Linked DNA regions of Mus musculus: region 1 is linked to region 2. A link is a contact called in public Hi-C data. All regions are on one chromosome and are shown on one strand. Each heading gives the region's core, a stretch centred on a gene start, on an enhancer-like site or on the middle of the called end of the contact. The rest is flanking DNA. Distances are from core to core; before and after follow the strand shown. Region 1 overlaps Fyb (FYN binding protein). Region 2 overlaps C9 (complement component 9).

Region 1 (3,423 bases), core at 83-2,582, 110 kb after region 2:
GATGGATCCCCGGGTAGGCACTCTCTAGATGGTCCATCCTTTTGTCTCAGCTCCAAACTTTTTCTCTGTAACTCCTTCCATGGGTATTTTGTTCCCTGTTCTAAGAAGGAATGAAGTATCCACACATTGGACTTCCTTCTTGATTTTCTTGTGTTTTGGAAGTTGTATCTTGGGTATTCTAGGTTTCTGGGCTATATCCACTTACCTGTGAGTGCATCTCAAGTGAGTTCTTTTGTGCCACAGACGATTCTGATTCTCTCTACTTTGCAGCAAATACCAAGGCTGGAAGATCATGTGATTTATCCAACCAATGACTGAGTCAAAAGCAGCACTCAGACTACACCCCAGGCCTTTGGGTGGAGTCTAGGTTTATATTGCAATACCTGCTCCTTTAAAAACCCCATCTCTATAAGTTATTAAGATGCTGTAAGACATGTAATATACACTCAACATTAGTCCTTATCTCAGAATTAGGATTTTTGCAGAAGGGGCTAAAGACAGAGCTCAACAATTTAGAGCACGTGCTATTGCAGAGGATCTAGGTTTGATTCTTAGGAAACCTGGTGGCTCCTAACCAATAGTAACTGCAGTTCCCGAGGAGTCTATGGCCTCTCCTGACTTCCACAGGCATCTGACATGCATGCAGTGTGCATACGTACATGCAGTCAAAACACCCACACACAAAAGTAAAACAAGTTTTTGAAAGATTTTGTGCAAAAAAAAAAAAGTTCTATAAGTAAAACATATTTGGAAAGCCCCAGGATAAGCTAAGATTGTCTTTTTATTATAAAGACACAACTGAGGGATCCAGTGTGGTGGTGCATACCTATGGAAGCCTAAAGCAGGCAGGTCTTGTGGGGTCAGTGCTAGCCTGGGCTACAACGCAAATCCAGAATACCTAGAATATAGGAGACCTCATCTCAGAAAACCAAAACCGTGACTGAACTGAGACCTAGAAGGATCAGAGTGAGAGGACAGTCTGCAGGGATTTCCCAATCACAATTCTTATAGAATGTTTCTATTTTGGTTCAGTTTCTTTGTTTGTTAGTTTGATTATTTTGTTTTTGTCTCCCTCTCTAAAAATTACCTCAGTGGGACCAGTCTCCCTCAGAACTAACCCTAGGGTTAGTAACAGGTGAGAAAAAACAGACTGGTGGATAATGGTTACAGTTCAAGTTCAGCAGGGACAAGTGACTTGCATTTGCTAGGAGAGCCCTCTGACTGATCAGAGTGGAAACGTAAAAGGAAGTAAAAGGAGCTTGTATTCTCTGTTGTTAATCTCGAGTGTGCTTGAGATGGGGAAGCTAAGAACGACTTTTCAGAAATATGTCACAGAGTAAAGTAGGAAGTGGCCATTGTTGCAGTCTCTGAGAACTCTGCAGGGTTGCTGATCACTTGATGTGGTAAGGCGTGTGCACACGCTCTGCCAAGCTCAAGATCACCAAGCTCACACTGAAGAATATTCCAGATTTGAAGTTCGAAATTGAATTCTATCAAATATCACAGTTCACATTCAAAACATGAAGTCAAGCAAGTGTAAAGTTTGTAAACTCGCTGGGCGGAAAATTAAAAGTTTCTTCCTAAAGGATGCCCTAATTCTATAGCGATCCGTAATATGTATAATATTACAATCTGTAATTGAAAATGATCAGCCAGACAGGATCTAATCAGCCTACTGCAGTCAAACTGGAAAATGCAATTGGGTTTAACATCAAGAGAGATTCCATTCTGGGCCGAATCATATCAATTTCAGAAGATATTGGACCAAGTAACTTCTTCAATCACCTTCTCATTTTCAAAAGGAGCAAGTTGAGTTAGACTTCCACCAAGGAGTCTCTCTGAACTAACTCTCTGTTCTTGAGAAGATGGTAGGCTACAGACCTCCTAGGCTTGTGAGTTCCCCTAAGGAAAGAGAAGCCTCCCTGCGTGAGCCGAGCACATAGTAAACATGTAGCAACAACTTAGCTAGGTTAGCCACAGCCCACAGAAGACTAGGCAGGTGTCGAGCCTCGGCCTTCAGGGCCTGGTGTAATGTTGCTAAATTCAAAATGGGCTGAAAAGTGTAAGTATGCATCCAGACTGCCTGGAAATTACAGTAGCCATCAAATAGCTACATTCCTCTATTGTCTGGACCAAAGGTTTAGAGGTAGACTCTATCTTTCAAGTCAGAAGTGCTATGTACATATGTGCAGATAGATACTTTGGAATTAGGGGAGCCTCTTGCCTTTCAGATCCGATGCCTGCCTCTTGAGGTGAAACCTGTTCCTGGTTTCACCCATGTGTTGTTCCTTCAGCAACCTAGGTTAAAATGGGCTTGAGAAGGCAAACAGAAAGACTATAACAGGAGAGACATCTTGAAATAGAAAATCAGGAAGCTGTGTTGCTCCTCTTAGTTTTACTTTTAACTTTAACAGCAAGCCTCATTTCTGAAAAACTCTAACGTTGCATACAATCTGTGTTTCCTTCCCCATAATTTGGGATTGTTCTGAGAAGCAAATACTGTTTACCATGGTGAAGACTGGTGTATCTAATGTTATGCCCCTCGTGATAACTGGCATCAGGTGAAGACTAGCTGTGGTGATGGGAGCTGTGGGTTCTGAGATATTTAGTTGAGTTAAAACTCTAGATTTGCCTATGAGAATGGCGCCAATATCAGAAGCGGCAGCATATCTCCCTATGTGACTGTTCTTAGGAAAGATGTTGAAACAACTTAAGATTCTCCTAAGACAAGTGTGAACATACAACTGTGGGGGTGGGGGCAGGGTGAGCTCTGACACAAGGGACACAGCATTTGAAGTAAACTGATCTGTCCCCTGCTTCGCTCCATGCCTCTGCATCTTTTACACAAAAGGAATTGCCCACTGTCCTAGACAGCCACTGATGTAGTGGGCACGCTCTATTCTTTATAAATCATAACTTTGTCCACTGCGGGAATTTAGATTCCTGAACTCTTGTCATCAAAAGCTAGGAGTGAGCTGGAGAGAGGGCTCAGGGGTTAAGAGCACCGACTGCTCTTCCAGAGGGTCCTGAGTTTAATTCCCAGCAACCACATGGTGGCTCACTACCTATAATGGGATCTGATGCCCTCTTCTGGTGTGTTTGAAGACATTGACAGTGTACTCATATACATAAAATAAATCTTTTTTAAAAAGTGAAGAAAGAAAGAAAGAAAGAAAGAAAGAAAGAAAGAGAGAGAGAGAGAGAAAGAGAGAGAGGGAGGGAGGGAGGGAGGGAGAGAGAGAGAGAGAGAGAGAGAGAGCGCAAGCAAGCTAGGAGCAGTTACCAACCCCAAAATAAGCCCACTAAAAGCAACCCTTCCCCTAGACCCACATGGGATTCCAAATATTTCCATAGAAGACAGAACTGCTCTGTCACCAATCAAAACCACTGAGGTGAATTCTGGGACTCCTCCCCGACTAGCAT
Region 2 (3,380 bases), core at 372-2,871:
AAAAAAATTCAAAAATATATAGAATACACACAAAGTCATGTTAATTTTCATATATGTACTTATATTTATATGATGAGACATAAGTTACCAATATATCTAGATCAATTGTACCACTGTTATCTTTCAAAAGATAGATGATAGAAATCTACAATTGACTACTGAGGGAAAAATGCCCTCCTAGATTATGGAGGGGAGATTTATGTGAGTATTGTTTACAGTTAAATATTTACAATAAGCTATCCTAAAAAAATTAATACACATTTATCAAATGCTATCCAAATAACAGAGCACATAGTTGCAAATGCTTCCTTCTTCAAGTTCTCCTTGCTCTTCTAGTAAACATCACCCGCGATAACATCATAGATGATGTCATTTCATTCATAAGAGGAGGGACTAGGGAGCAAGCAATTCTCCTGAAAGAGAAGATTCTCAGAGGAGACAAGACATTTGATAAGACTGACTTCGCCAACTGGGCCTCGTCCCTGGCAAACGCTCCAGCTCTCATCAGTCAAAGAGTAAGGAATGTTACTTGTTACTTTTTTTTTTTTAATATTTTCTTTATTTACATTTCAAATGTTATCCCCTTTCCAGGTTTCCTACTGGAAACCCCCTATCCCGTCCCCCCTCCAGCTGCTCCTATGAGGGTGCTCCCCACTCACCCACCCACCCACTCCCACTTCCCTGCCCTGGCATTCCCCTACACTGAGGCATCAAGCCTTCACAGGACCAAAGGCCTCTCCTCATACTGATGACAGACAAGGCCATCCTCTGTTACACATGCAGCTGGAGCCATGGGTTCCTCCATGTGAACTCTTTGGTTAGTGCTTTAATCCCTGGGAGCTCTGGGGGTTCTGGTTGGTTGATATTGTTGTTTTTCCTGGGGGTTGCAAACCCCTTCAGCTCCTTCAGTCCTTTCTCTAAATCCTTCACTGGGGAACCGGTGCTCAGTTCAATGGTTGACTTCGAGCATCTGCCTCTGTATTTGTCAGGCTCTGGCAGAGCCTCTCAGGAGACAGTTATATCAGGCTCCTGTCAGCAAGCACTTGTTGGCATCCACAATAGTGTCTGGGCTTGGTGGCTGTATATGGGATGGATCTCCAGGTGGGACATCTCTGAATGGCCTTTCCTTCAGTCTCTGCTCCACACTTTGTCTCCATATTTCCTCCCATAAATATTTTGTTCCCCCTTAAGACAGAAGATCCTGTCATTTTCTTACTACACATCCCAATAAGTTCAGACAACTGTTGCCTTTGTAAGACAGAGGTGTCCATATTCAGATGCCCTCATGTGGCTTCTGTGGAAAGAACAGGAAAAAAAAAAAAAAAAAAAAAAGCAGGGGCTAGTGTCAGACAACCTGAATAAATTCCTGCTGCTATCTGCCACTCCCTGGATGGGAGCCATTTCTGACTTCTACAACACTAAATTCTACAGCGCTCCAAGTATTATTGAGGACTTATTATAATTGTTCAGAGTCTATAGCACAGGTGGGCACAAGACAGTCACCAAGAATGGATAGTTCTCTTCGGTCAACTTTTGACTCTCTTGTCTTCCCTGGGTATCATGTATCATCTCCACCCAGGCATCATGACTCATCTAAGAGTCATGAAATGGATGCTCATAACACTCTGACAAACATAAAACCAAAGATGAATCATTCTTGTGGTCAGAGAACCAATCCCCTCCCTCTCTCTTTCTTATTGTCCAACTTCAGTGATCCTCCTGCCTTCTTGAGGGGCTGAAATTACAAACATGCTTCTTTTCTGATTTCTTTTTTTGTTTTGATTCTGTTTTATCAAGCTGGGTCTGACTCTGTGCCTGGCTTGCCTTGAACTCTCAGAAATCCTACCTTAACCTCCCAAGTGCTAGGAATATAGATGTGAATCCCCAGAGCTATCTCCTTTTTTTTCTATAATTGTAATAATATTCAATCTAGGGAATCCTGAGTCTGCAACCTTCTTCCTCTTGAAGGGAGGGGAATGACATGTTACCATTGTAAAGACGTAATTACTGATGCTGTTTGGCTGCATCTTTCCACTTACTAAAAAATGTTTCCCCCACACCGGTATTGTTAGAAAGCAGTTTTTTACTCACTTTTGTAGCTTTCAACTTTCCCTGTGCCTTATGATTTCTTCTTTCCAGTCCAATTTATCTTTATTCACAATGTCAGTTTTATTATATTTAACAAATGCTGACATTTTTGATAATACTAGTTTTTGAAGAATTTTACTTCCTTGCTCTATTTTATTGCCTTTAAAGAGTTAATTAGAGCCACTCAAACTATTTCACTTACAGGAAGGAAGAACTCAGAAACTGAAAATTGCAATCAATTTCTGCATTTTGGTTATAGACCTGAAGCCTTCAGTAGAGGTGCACACATAACTTCACACAAGTTTGGGAGGCTAAAGTAGGAGGACTTCAAGGTCAAGATCTGCCTAGTCACCTTAGAGAAACTCTGTCTTAAAATTGAAAATAAAGGTGGGAGGAAGAGGAAGGAAGGAAGGAAGGAAGGAAGGAAGGAAGGAAGGAAGAAAAGAAGGGAGGGAAGAAGGGAGGGAGGGAGGGAGGAAAAAGAAAGAAGGGAAAGAAGATGGATGGATGGAGAGATTGATGGATAGATAGATAGATAGATAGATAGATAGATAGATAGATAGATAGATAGATAGGTAGACTGATGATGTAAGCATGACCCCATGAGTTAAGCTAGAACAACATCAACAAAAAAGGTACTCCCCCCCCCAATTAGACAAATGAAAATGAAAAAATTGGCTTGTATAAGAAAATAAGATCAAAAGAAGCCCATTTGTTAAATATAAATTGTATTCAAACCCACTATTATTGATTCAGTAAATAAAATTTTAGCCAGAAGATTTTAAGTAGGAAAAGAATCGAAGACCCAGCAGATGACGTCAAGCAGGCTTGTCCTCTCAGCTCTGTAAACCAAGTTCAGTCTGTCCTTTACAAAGGGATCCAAGGCTGGTCTCTGGTAAACAGTGCAGCATGTTTTAGAGCTGTCAATTCACATCTGCAGGAATAAAGGCTCTGCTGAAATGTCCCCACTGTATTTACTAGAATATTCGAAGACACTCATCACCTCAGTTAACACAATGCTTCTGGCTAGGCCCAACATGTAGTATATCCTGTTTACAATTCAGATCTTCAGATTAGTAAAGATTCTGTCCACTCTAGTTGTTTAAGTTTCCTCCTTCATAAATTGAAAGCCTACTTAATTCACATCAATATCCTACCTAGAGAAATGGCAGCTGTATTGTCCTAAGCACAACTTTGTGAGTATATCTTCTTACAGAGAACATTTTGAAAAGGAGAAATTGTTATAGATTTGGTTGAATTCCCTGGGTATTTTTAAATCCCCAAAGAGAAAT

The links. Hi-C and Micro-C count contacts between places; a contact is called where the count stands out from the background.
Region 1: a Hi-C map of bone marrow-derived macrophages shows a contact between it and region 2, with 41 read pairs. The contact joins two enhancer-like sites. A contact is called at or near these places in 5 of 484 Hi-C or Micro-C datasets (the C3H10T1/2 cell line, bone marrow-derived macrophages, granulocyte-monocyte progenitors and 1 more), 2 of 115 datasets of contacts at active chromatin or transcription factors (CD8 T cells and bone marrow-derived macrophages) and 3 of 9 other capture datasets (adipose tissue, liver and pancreatic islet).

The regions. Positions count from the first base shown.
Region 1 is chr15:6,600,214-6,603,636 of GRCm38.p6, forward strand. All of the region lies in intron 1 of Fyb (FYN binding protein), which reads left to right. Among named protein-coding and RNA genes, the nearest start is that of Fyb, 22 kb to the left of the region's middle. Within about 2 kb of position 1,333, at least 93 of the 459 cell types and tissues checked have an H3K27ac peak or open chromatin away from gene starts, as enhancers often do. A contact at or near this core is called in CD8 T cells and bone marrow-derived macrophages, where this site is marked.
Region 2 is chr15:6,491,025-6,494,404 of GRCm38.p6, forward strand. C9 (complement component 9) reads left to right here. Exons shown (of 11, transcript NM_013485.3): 9 at 337-515. Among named protein-coding and RNA genes, the nearest start is that of C9, 47 kb to the left of the region's middle. Within about 2 kb of position 1,622, at least 49 of the 459 cell types and tissues checked have an H3K27ac peak or open chromatin away from gene starts, as enhancers often do. A contact at or near this core is called in CD8 T cells and bone marrow-derived macrophages, where this site is marked.